2 separate regions of the Mus musculus genome follow, and region 1 is linked to region 2. Evidence: chromatin contacts called from public HiChIP or PLAC-seq data. All regions are on one chromosome and are shown on one strand. Each heading gives the region's core, a stretch centred on a gene start, on an enhancer-like site or on the middle of the called end of the contact. The rest is flanking DNA. Distances are from core to core; before and after follow the strand shown.

Evidence for each region. HiChIP or PLAC-seq counts read pairs in DNA pulled down with a chosen protein or histone mark.
Region 1: an HNF4G HiChIP or PLAC-seq map of pancreatic cancer cells shows a contact between it and region 2. The contact joins two enhancer-like sites. A contact is called at or near these places in 2 of 115 datasets of contacts at active chromatin or transcription factors (microglia and pancreatic cancer cells).

The regions. Positions count from the first base shown.
Region 1 is chr6:125,465,192-125,471,618 of GRCm38.p6, forward strand. All of the region lies in intron 2 of Cd9 (CD9 antigen), which reads right to left. Among named protein-coding and RNA genes, the nearest start is that of Gm28809, 6.5 kb to the right of the region's middle. Within about 2 kb of position 2,435, at least 175 of the 459 cell types and tissues checked have an H3K27ac peak or open chromatin away from gene starts, as enhancers often do. A contact at or near this core is called in pancreatic cancer cells, where this site is marked.
Region 2 is chr6:124,682,341-124,688,253 of GRCm38.p6, forward strand. The region is part of intron 1 of Lpcat3 (lysophosphatidylcholine acyltransferase 3); the gene reads left to right. Among named protein-coding and RNA genes, the nearest start is that of Lpcat3, 22 kb to the left of the region's middle. Within about 2 kb of position 1,316, at least 137 of the 459 cell types and tissues checked have an H3K27ac peak or open chromatin away from gene starts, as enhancers often do. A contact at or near this core is called in pancreatic cancer cells, where this site is marked.

The DNA.
Region 1 (6,427 bases), core at 1,185-3,684, 780 kb after region 2:
CACACACACACACACACACACATACACACACACACACACACACACACACACACACACTCTCTCTTTAAGTGCCATGAAATCCCTTAAGCCCACCTAGGAAATCTCATGGTTGGAATGAAGTTACTCTAGACTAAGGGTGAAAGGACTCATCACGCTGAGGTGACAACGGATGACGTCATGCCTAAGTCTTCAATGTGAGTGGTTACTGGGGAGGAGGCAGGGGAGGGCAAAGACTCTTAAAATCTTATCCACACCCAAACAATGCAAATCCCTGGATCTGGAACCAGAGTGGATAGCCCTGGCTACATTTATTCCAGCTCACCAGGCTATGCCCAGAGTCCACCCTACGGTGACACTCTTGAGAAGCCACAGCTGCTGAGCAGAGACTACCTTTGTGAAGCCCCCTTCTGTCCTGAGAGAGGTTGTAGTGCCTCCCATAATAATAAAAAATGTATTTTTTATATTATGTGTATGTCTCTGTTGACGTAGGTGCTTATGAATGCAGTTGCCCTTGGAGACTAGAAGAGGGCGTTACAGCCCCTGGAGCTAGAGTTACAGGCAGTTGTGAGCACCCAACCCATCGGTGCTGGGACTTGAACGTGGGTCCTCTGCATGAGCACTACACACTCTCGCCCCTGGCCACTTCTTCAGCCCCAGTACCTCCCGTCTTGCTACCATGCTCTAGCCAACCTTGGGAAGGGCACAGTGACATGGCAGGAGCCCCAGCTTTAAAGCCCAGAAAGCTTAGCTTTGAAAGCCAGTTCTGTAATCCCAGAGAAACGTATTTATGAAAAAAATTGCTTTAGGGTGGATAGATAGTGAGACACTGTCTCTTCAAGTAAGCTCTGGCTGGCCTGAAACACCATGTGTAATGGCCTGGCCAGAAGCTCAGAGCTGCCTGCTTCTGCCTCCCAAGTGCTGGGCTTAAAAATGTACACCTCAGCTGGGCAGTGGTGGCACATGCCTTTAATCCCAGCACTCGGGAGGCAAAGGCAGGCAGATTCCTGAGTTCGAGGCCAAGCCAGGTCTACAGAGTGAGTTCCAGGACAGCCAGGGCGATATGGAGAAACCCTGTCTCGAAAAACCAAAAAAGATGTGCACCTCTCCCAGGTGTGGTAGTATACCCTTTACTTTCTCTTTTCCTTCCTTCCTCTTTTTCCCTCCAAGATAGAAAGGGTATCACTATATGGCTCTGACTGTCCTAGAGCTCACAGAGATCCACCTGCCTCTCTCTGCCTCCCAAATGCTAAGATTAAATGTGTGAGTCACTATGGCCAGCTAACACAACTTTAATCCCAATACACAGAGGCAGATGGATCTCTGTGAGTTCTTGGTCAGCTTGTTTTACATAGTGAGTTCCAAGGCAGCCAGGGTACGTAGTAACCCTGTCTTAGAAAAAGAAAAGAAGAAATGGCAACTTGTTTGTTTTTTAAAATAAAACACAGGGTGATTGGGGTTGAGAGATGGCTCACTAAGAATGTTTGCTATGCACCCATCCATGATGACCCAAGTCTGAGATCCCAGAACCCACACCCACATAAAAAAAAAGCCAGGTTATACGTGTGTGCCAGCCCTGGGAAGTGGAGCCAGTCAGATCCCAGGAGATAGCTGGCTGGCTGGTCAGCTTAGCTGAAAAAAAAGAACTTCAGGTTCAGTGAGAGACTGGGCCTCAATGATCTGGAGAGCACAAGAGACACCCAGCATTCCTTCTGGCTCCCACATGTGCATACATAGATTTAAATGACTGGGGGCTTGAGGCACACATAGAGGCACCGGGTTCAATCTTTAGTACCACAGAAAGAGGGATGACAACAGTGCAGTCTCCTGGAACTGTTGTGACGTGTGTAATGAGGTAGTACACACATTCACAAACACACACACACACACACACACACACACACACACACACACACACACGGCAACTGTTATTAATCCCAACACTATAAGGCCTAGGTAACCACTGCAAAAACCCATGTGATTTTTATGTACTTGACACTCTCTCCCTATTCTCCCACTAGGGTCAGAGAGACTTCTTCAGATAGGTGAAAAAAACAAGAGTGGGAGATATGCCTCCTCACAGAACACAGCACATTACGTGACAAGGACTTTTGGCAGGTGCCACAGTGACCTCACCGTCGTCCCCCATCTGCAGCATCCAGCGTAGGGCGGGACTCTGCAGGCAGAGACCGTGAGATTGGCCTGCAGCTGATGCTCATAGGCAGCCCAGAGCAGAGCACACACAGTGGGCATTTGTGCCTCTCTCGCCTCCTCCTATCGCCGTTGTGACGTGAAGTCACGTGGGGTTACTGGAAAACCCCACAGTGCATGAATATGGGTATTGTTTCTGTGCATGCCTGGCCTAGACTGGGCAAGGGGACAAACGCAGCTTGTCCTCAAGTCATCTCCCTGGCCAGCCAACGTAGTGGGGCCTGAACATGGGAGGCAGTGCAGTTCCGTGCACGGCCCCTGGGGAGGAACGCCAGCTGCCAAGGGGACACCACTGACTGTGGCAGAAGTACAGCCGTGGTTTCTGACTGTCGGATCAGGGCAAGACATAAAAACATGAGATAGAGTCAAATGCAAACAAATATAGTCCACACCCCGGTATGGGAGCTTGGACACCCTGGTAAGGCCAGGGCAGCCTGGGAACCAAGAGCCTTGAAGGAGGGGGCAGTTCTCACAGAGAGAGAATGTTTCCCTAGTGGGCCTCTTGGTTCATATGACAGATCAACCCCAGAAAGATTTTAAACTAAATGTCTGTTGGCTTTAACTCTTGTTCAGATAGCTGCAGCTCTGGAAGTGTCTCTGTTTAGCCTTCTCTAGTCAGGAGCAAGAAGACAGCAACCCTGGCAGGTAAGCTATAGAAATGGCTCATCTGGAAGCTGGTCTCCCAACCCTAGTGAGTCATGGACTCAATGCGAGCCTCCTATTGTATCTTTACAGATGTGTAAAGAAGGGCTAGATAGAGCTCAAACCCAGGGCTTCCTGACGGTGAGGCTGGTCTTCACTTCTGAGCTCCAGCTCGGAGCTCCGCCCCACCTCTTGGCCTGCTTTAGAAAAGAACCGTCTCTTGCTTCCTTTTGGGAAAGCGGCAGCTCACAGCCCCACACCCGGCCCTTGTTAGCAAGGGCTGGCAGTGTTAAACGACAAAGCGTTCCCTTTTATAAAAGGAGTGAATGTTAGCTTTCTGTCTGACTCATGGAAAAATATATTCGTCAGAGGGCCTTCATCAGGATCTCCACGCTAAATTGCTTAAGGGCTGTTTATTATACAGTTTTTTTTTTTCTCTTGGGCTGACATTATAGGTCTATTTAAATGGGGTGGCGTAGCATATGTCAGGGTGCCCTTTGCACAGGAAGTGGGGTGCTCTGTCCCACCTGTGTATTGGGCTCTGAGCCCCGACTAGCGAGGACACAAAAGCCTTCCCTGGAGGCCCAGCTCTATCTAAGTCATAAGCATTTCCCGCCGACCATTTGGTTCATTATCCCCAAACACCTGGCCCCCACTCTACTCCCTCCCCCACCCCAGCTCATTCCTGCCTTCTCTCCCTCCCACGGCCGGTTACTCTCATTCAGAAGAGTCACTGGTATATGCTGAGCATGGCACCCTCAGAGAAGTGTGGGTCCCACGTCTGCCGTGCCGGATTCAGGTGGGAAATGGACAATCCTCCATGGCAGACGTACCCAGTGCAGGGAGGCCACCTTACTGAGGACATATACCCAGAATGTCCCAAGCACTTGGGATGGACACTCATGGCCTGTGGCCACACCCCCTAAATTCCTTCACTCTGGCCATGGTTCTAGAAGGACACCAAGTTAAGAGCTGTGGGCCCCGGGGCTGGGAAATGTAGTTCTGTGACATGTCTGACATGTTGGTAAGCCTGGGACTGTGTCCTGCTGACAGGATGAATGTACCAGGGCTGACCTGGAGAGAAAGCCCTTCTATGGGTAAGGAAGGTATCAGCTGTTCTGCTAAGTCTTGCATTTCTGCCTCACTACACACCCTTTCTTGACTGTACGAGCTGTGGTCTCACGTCAGGAAACCTGAACAAAAAAAAGGTTGCCTGAAAAGTCAGCTACACACTTTGGCAGGTCTGAGGTTGGCCACCCTATCATGCCAGAGAAATCAGCCTGGGTGGGTATAACCAGTCCTTCTAGCACATGTGTCGGGAGGACTGTGGTTCTCACAAAGGGCTGGTCTCACGGTCCAATGGGAAAGAGGACCCAGAGGGCAAAGCCTTCTTGGCCCTTTGCCCAGGGACAACAACTTCACAGTTTCCCAAAATATAATGGTTGTCCAGGCAGGGTCTAAACCTAGGTACCACCCAGTTCCCTGACGTTTCAGAGTCTTTGGCAGTAGCCCCTTGGCCCTGGAAGCAGAACCCTTAGAAAGCTTGATGGCACAGGCCTTTAATACTAACCACTCAAGAGGCTGAGGCAGGAGAGACTACAAGTTCAAGGCCAACCTAAATTCAAGGGCAAGCTTGAACAGCTTAGTGAGAGCCTGTCTCAAAGTCTTAAGGGAAAAAGAGGGCTCGGGATACAGCTCAATGACAGAGCGGGTACCTAGACTGCTGCAGGGCCTGCATTCAGTCTCCAGGAGCCTCCCTCCCCCAAATCATCATCATCATCATCATCATCATCATCATCATCAACAACAACAACAATCACTACCCTAAAATGCTAACAGGGCCCAGAGCAAAGGGACTTAGTACTGACAAAGTTGAGGATGCCTGCTGGCTTGGACTCTGCTGTCAATCATCCTTCGGTCTCTGTAGGGAGGACCACTGAAGACCACTTTGACACTGTAACAGTCGGGAGAATTAGAACCCCAGGAGGCTCCCGGAATTGGCTCCTCTTCCTCCACTCAGGTGGTAACGGCTCTCCGTCTCCTTGCACGGTTTCCTTACCTACCAACAGCTCACCAGGGCCATTCTGAGCCTTAACTTAATATGACTCAAAAGGTCACTTCTTACAAGGGGAGCCCTCCTTGCCATGGAGTACAGAGAATTCCAGAAGGAGCTAGGGTTTATGTTCTAGGGACGAGAGCTTGGGCTGTGAGATGGGAGCTATTCCCTGCACCTTGTGGGGTTTCAGGGATGGAGCCAGTGAACTACACCAGGGTGGGGCTCAGGCGTGGGAGTGGTTTCTTCCCAGTTCACCAGGGTCACCAGTGAAAATCTTTCTTTCCTAATCTAAAAATATACAGAATTAGCCTGAGTACTGTTTTTTTTTTTTTTTTGGTTTTTCGAGACAGGGTTTCTCTGTATAGCCCTGGCTGTCCTGGAACTCACTTTGTAGACCAGGCTGGCCTCGAACTCAGAAATCCACCTGCCTCTGCCTCCCAAGTGCTGGGATTAAAGGCGTGCACCACCACCACTGCCAGGCTAGCCTGAGTCCTGAATGCTGGGAACAACTACCAGGTGATCAGGAGCAGTCAACAGGAAGGAGGCCTGCCTAGGGAGTCAGAACTCTTTTGGAAGACACAGGGACTATTGGGCCCTTGGTCAGGAGATCAGCTTGAGAAGGTACCCGTTCCTGCCCGTAGATCTGCCTGTGGTCCTTAGGGAGTGAGCTCACAGCTCCCGTGTGCTGGGGCACGGAGTGTGCCGGGCTCCCCTCATCACCTTGCTCCTGCTACAGCTACTCAGGGAAGCACACCCCACCCCACCCTCTCCTGCTCTCCTGGCATTCCTGCTTAGAATCAAAGCTTTGTTGCTAAAACAAGTCAGGGCACTATGGAAACATGTTCCCTAAAAACTCTGCTTGTAGTTTAAAAAAAAAAAAAAACAAAACCCAAAAAACAAAAACCCAAAGGCTTGCCAACTATAAACCACGAGCCTGTTCTTTCCCCACTTTCTCCCCCCCAGACAGGGTTTCTCTGTGTAGCCCTGGCTGTCCTGGAACTCACTCTGTAGACCAGGCTGGCCTTAGACTCAGAAATCTGCCTGCCTCTGCCTCCCAAGTGCTGGGATTAAAGGCGTGCGACACCATACCCGGCCCCACTTTCTTTTTAACAATAGGGCAACGTACCCTGGCCTTCCCCACTCCACTGCCAATGGACAGTAACTAAGGACAGGAAAACGGGAGCTCTAGACTGAGAGCTCAGGTGCTTTCCCCCCCACCCCCCAGAGACTCCTCCTAGTCTACCTGGCCCAGTCTGGCCCCAGGGAGGAGAGGAAAGGGAAGGCTGACAGGCTGGAGGCCCCGTGGCCCTTGGTCCCTGCAGCCTGCGGGATGATAACCTTGTCAGAATGCTTTCTTGTCTTTTGTAAAAATAACTTTGGTGGGTGGAAAGGAAGTGACAACTCACGCTGGGTCTGATGGCATGACAGGATCACCCTAAAAATAGGGGGCTTCCTACTTCTAAATCAGGCGGACTGGAACCAGAGGCTGAGCTTAGTCAGGCAGACAAGCAGCCATGAGAC
Region 2 (5,913 bases), core at 66-2,565:
ATGAGTTCCAAGACAGCCAGGGCTATACAGAGAAACCCTGTCTCAAAAAACCAAAAAAAAAAAAAAAAAAAAAAAAAAGAAGAAGTTGGTGTTGGGAGAGCCTGACTCCAGAGTCCACTAGTTCCTCGTTCAGCAGTCCTAGCATTCATTCAGCTTTTGTTGATACTGGTTAGGCCGTCACATTCCTAGATCAGCCATTAGCATTGAAGTGGAAAGGCTGCCTTCCTAAAAGCACTCGGCTTCAATGGAGCAAGTAAAGAAACACTCTTGGCGGGGCTTTGGGAAAATCAGGGTTTAAGCTGTTTTGATACATTGAGGAAAACAGGTCTCATGTACCCCGGGGCTGTTGTCAAAGGCTGTCCTGAAACATCTGGTCCTCCTGCCTCTGTACATCTGTAATTTACAGATGTACACTATCCATCTCTGGTGTTAAAAAATACTTCTTAAAATTCTTAGAAATGCTTTTCTTTTTCCACTGTCCATCACTTCATCTGCTGGTGTCCCACAGCCCCAGGTGTGGTGCTCACACCAGTAATCCCACAGTCCTGGCACTAGAGAGGCAGGAGGATCTGGACTCTGAGTTGAGGGATAGCCTTGGCTTATAAGTTCCAAGCCAGTGTGCTCTACATACCAAGATCCTGTCTCTAAAATGAATAAGACAGGTCACTGTCAAATCCTCCAGCCCAGAGCTGTAGCTTAGTTACCACTAACTTGCTTGCTGCTGGCCGATTATGCCCTCGTTGGGATCCCCGATACTGCGAAATAGCAGTAATAAGACTATCTCCCTCTGCCCTCCATCCCTGGTCACTTCCGGACATTTGTCCTTAGTCCCTTCTCACTGTTATCAAAATGCTAAAGAGACTCAAGCCCAGGACTTTACTGTAGAGTAGAGGAGGAATAGAGTGTCCAGTATTAGACACATAGGGTGCAGGACATTACTGTAGAGTGGAGAAGGAATACAGTATCCAGTATTAGACACATAGAGTGCAGGGAGATGCTTACGTGCGGCATTAAAATGAAATCATCCAGTTTAAGATTCACTATATATGTTGCCCAAGCTGACCTTAAATTCCTGGGTTCAAACCATTCGTATTCCCAGCTGGCTGGGACTACAGGCACGTGCCACCCACACTTCATCCACCCTAAAAGAAGATTTTTTTAAACATTTTTAAACAGGGAGTTAAGCATAAAAATACATGAGCATGTGCATTTGAACAAGAGCTGGATTTAGGTTGTTGTCTAAAGACCAAGAACATAGCTGCAGCTTTACAGAGGAACAGTTTAGTTATTAATGACACCACTCCCAGGACACTGCCAAGTTCCAAGGCCAGTGGCGAAAGGAGTAGATCCGAGTCAGGAGCAGTGGAGACTAATGTGAGCCCCACTCTGTTAACTTCAGCACACCAGTCATCCCCTTTGGGGCTCAGTTTCTTATCTGCCTAGTGAAGGCTTTGAGTATTTGATCTCTAAGGTTTCTTCAGTTCCAGGAATCTATGACTCAGCTGAAGATATGCAAGGTTACCAGAGTGTAGAAGCTAGGGGTGGCACCCTGCCCAGACTTCCAGGCAGGCTTAATCTAGACCATCAAAAGGAATCTGTCTTGAGCAGATTCAGAGATAAGCTACACCACTCCTAAATGGCCCTGGTCTACAAGCCTTGCAGCTATAGAGTGCACCCGTAATGAAGCCCAGCACTGAGCACTTAACAGTAACTCATTTCGACACTTCAGCAGGTCCGGCCGGCCTTCCCACCTCATTTTGTGTGTCTGCCTTTTCTATCAGGTCTCTTACACGGGGAATTCCCATTGCTGGTGAATGAATGGAAGGGGGAAATGAAAGACTTTAAGTGACAAATCTTCAGAGTAAAGAAAAAATGCTAAAATTACCATATGAAAATATTTGACAAAAGCAAACTGAAAATAAATCATATCTGAATGTCGTCCATCTGTGCATTTGTGCATGTGTGCACGTGTGGTGGTGCACACCTTTGATGCCAACATTTAGGAGACAAACGCAGGAGAATGGCTGATTATTTAAAAAAGAAGAAGCTAGCCGGGCGTGGTGGCGCACGCCTTTAGTCCCAGCACTTGGGAGGCAGAGGCAGGCGAATTCCTGAGTTCCAGGACAGCCTGGGCTACAGAGTGAGTTCCAGGACAGCCTGGGCTACATGGAGAGACCCTATTTTAATCCCTACCCCAACATTTTTTATTTAAAAAAGACTGAATGTATATTTATCATGAGTTCAGGAATCCATAGCATAATAAAGATAGGATGGCTGACAGTTTGAGGCCAGTCTAGGCTACATATTGAAGACACTGCTACTATTAAAATAAAATAAAATAAAATAAAATAAAATAAAATAAAATAAAATAAAGAGGTACTCCTAGAACTCAGGAAGCACTAGCAAGGGGTCTAACAGTTCCAGGTCAGCTAGGGCTCCATAGTAAGACCTTGTCGAAGGAAGGAAGGAAGGAAGGAAGGAAGGAAGGAAGGAAGGAAGGAGAGAGAAGGGAAAGGAAAAAGGAAAGGAGAAAGAAAGAAAAGCTGAGTGTGGTGTTGTCTGCCTTTGGATTCCAGCTTTTGGAAGATAGAGGCAGGAAAATCAGGAGTTCAACGTCATGTTTGGCCACTATGGTAAGTTCTAGACCAGTCTGGGCTCCATGAGAACAGATAGATAGATAGATAGATAGATAGATAGATAGATAGATAGATAGATAGATAGATAGATAGCCTAGCAACAAATGAGCCACATTGCTCTGCCTTCCGGTGGCTACTTTGTGAAGACTGGCAGATGTGCCTGCAGCCATATTTGATTCCGTTGTCTGAGGTATCAGCTTCTATAGAGGAAAGGAAGGAAAGGAGAAAATAGCCAGCTTCTATCTTAAGTTCCTCTCTCCAAGAGAGAAGCGGGCTCTGGATGAGTAGCTCTATGGAGTAGACTGCTGCCTCTCCTGCCCTGTCTTCTCCTGTTGCCCTGGAGGAGAGTGTCCTTGGCTTGGATGTTCTCCCGTCCCATCTGCAGGGAAAGGTTGGGTGCCCCCCGCCCCCAAGTCCCCTTTTCTCAAAGTAAACCATTCCCGTGGTTGGGTACTTGTTTTCTACTCCACTTTTCTTCTCCCATGAAACATATGGAACTTCTGTCTTAGAAAAGTTTCATTTCAGCCAGGCGGTGGTGGCGCACTCCCTTAATCTCAGTGCTCAGGATGCAGAGGCAGGTGGATTTCAGAGTTCAAGACCAGCCTGGGCTACAGCATGAGTTCCAAAGAAACCCTGATGTAGAAAACAAAGAGAAAAAAATGTTTCGTTTCCTCAGTAGCAAGTCCTTGAAGGACTTCATTTGTAGTCTCCCTTTCTACCTGTCCCCACCCTCAGGGCCAGCGGATCCTGTCTCTGTGCCCGCCCATCCAGCTGCCAAGAACTTATCATGAGGCTCCGTAACGGTTGAATTTCCGCATTGGCTTTTACCTTTGGTGATATTTGACAGTTTGTATAACTTTATCTATCTGTCTTCTGTCTGTCTATCTATCTGTTTTGTACATGGATATGTGTGGCATTCAGGTGGCATAGCACACATATGGAGCTTACAGGGATCCCATTCGGGTCATCAGGTCACCCGTGGAGCCACCTCCATGGCACCTATGACAACTGATGTGAGTGAGCTCTTCCCTATCTGAAATGATCTCTCCTCCTGGATGTAGTAGGTTTGCCTCCTTGTTTTTCTGGGGCCTTTGTTCTCTCAGGCTCTTTGGCTTCCACTCCCTTAAATATAGGCATTTGCCAGCATTCAGCCTTTTGTCTGCCTTTTTTATGGTCTGCCTGTTTCTTTATCTCTCTTCCTGGTTTTATATATCACTAACAATACCACTGCAGCAGCCAATCTCTGTTTCCCTTTGAGTGATACCACTTTCTTCCTAACCAACAAGTCATGCAGCCGGCAGCCTTGAGATAAGTAGCTTCAAGTCAAGGTACAAATAAGTGCCCGATGGTGCGGGGACCTAACAAATCAGTCCCATAGAGAGAGGCGCAGAGGCTGGGCCTGCCTCTAAAACTGCTGTACTTAAAGCTATGCTGTGCAGTTTGTTCTTTCCTGTCTCTCTCATGAGCACCCCTGTTTAAAAAAAAAAAAGGAGGTGGGGCTGGCCGTCAGATGGCCCATGGCTCGAATCTCAACACTTACTCTCTGTGAGTTTAAGGTGAGCAAAGTAAGTTCCAGGACACCCAAGGCTACACAGTAAGACCCTGCTTAAAAAACAAAAACTGGGGCTGGAGAGATGGCTCAGCGGTTAAGAGCACTGACTGCGCTTCCAGAGGTCCTGAGTTCAATTCCCAACAACCACATGGTGACTCACAACCATCTGTAATGGGATCTGCTGCCCTCTTCTGGTGTGTCTGAAGAGAGCTACAGAGTGTTCACATATATATAATATAAACTGGGGTCTGGTGAGATGGTTCAGTGGCTGAGAACACTGCTGCTCTTCCAGAGGTCATGAGTTCAATTCCCAGCAACCACATGGTGGCTCACAACCATGTGATCTGATGCCCTCTTCAGGCAGGCGGATGTATATGCAGCAGAGCACTCATACATTAAATAAATAAAATTTAAAAAAATAAATAAAATAAAAACTGGGGAGGTTGAGGCTGTTAGAACACCTGGGGAGCACACTCAGGACCACAGGTTCAGTCCCAAGCATCACAAGAAGAGAAAGGATGTCGTGGATGGCCTGGGCTGAAAACTCATCCCAGAATATGGCAGACATAAAGGAGCAGCCGGTGTGTATCTGTGTGTGTGTATGGTGCGTATGTGTGCATGTGTGTGCACATGTATATGTATATCTCTTAAGTGACACAACTCTGGGAGCCCTCTGCCTCATCCTGCCGTCTTAATTACGATTCAGAGTGTCGTGGGAGGTTTCATTGCAGTGTTTGTTAGAACTGAGAGACAAAGTCTGGACAGGATACAACTGTAATCTGACATCTGGGCAGCTGGCTCAGGAGGATTAAGAGTTTGAGTTAAACAGAGTTCCTGGCCTGTCAGAGCTAAATAGAAAGATTCTGTCTTGATGTTTGGCCAAGGTGATTGATTTGCTGTGCAGTCCGTCAAACAGAATTACGGCAGCTTAGTTTGATAGTTTTAATTGGCTTTACTTTTAACTCGTAACAATAAAAGGGCTGGCAAGGGGGCTCAGCACGTGTAAGCACTTGGGGCTCAAGCCTGGACACCAGAGTGAGACCCCTGGGATCCAAGTGAAGGTGGACACGGAGAACTAGTGACAGTCTTTGTTCTGAGCACCACACAAGCACACATGCATGTGCACAGCTTACGCACAGTAATCATAGTATAACATTTTTTTGAAGATTAGGGAATACTTCGTTCTATAAAATAGAATATCAAGTGGAGAACACATGAAGAGTGGTTTTTGGTTTTTTTTTTTTTAATTGTTTTCAGAATTTGAGTTTTTGTTGTTGTTGTTTGGTTTTTTTCTGCACAAGTGTTTTGCCTACATGTATGTATATGCACCGTGTGCATGCATGGTGCCCACTGAGGTCAGAAGAAGCCATCAGAGTCCCTGGAACTGGAGTTAGAAATGGCTGTGAACGACCATGTGGGTTCTAGGAACTGAACCTGGGTCCCATGCAAGAATAAGTGCTTGTCCTTCGCCACTGGGCCATCTTTCCAGCCCTGGAAGGGAGATCGTAACAGAAAAGACCTAGAGAGAGCAGATGCAGGCTGGAAACTGGTCCTTTCAGTTGGCTCTCTAACCCCAATGTGTTCTTACGGGCTTGATCTAGTTTATTTCAACTGGCTCTCAGCGGCCTCCAAGCAGGGAGCTCCAGGAGTCAGGAGGTAAATGGAGCTTGCTGAGAACTTAGAGCTGTGTCAGGGACAGGTTCACATGAGTACAAGACCCTGAGA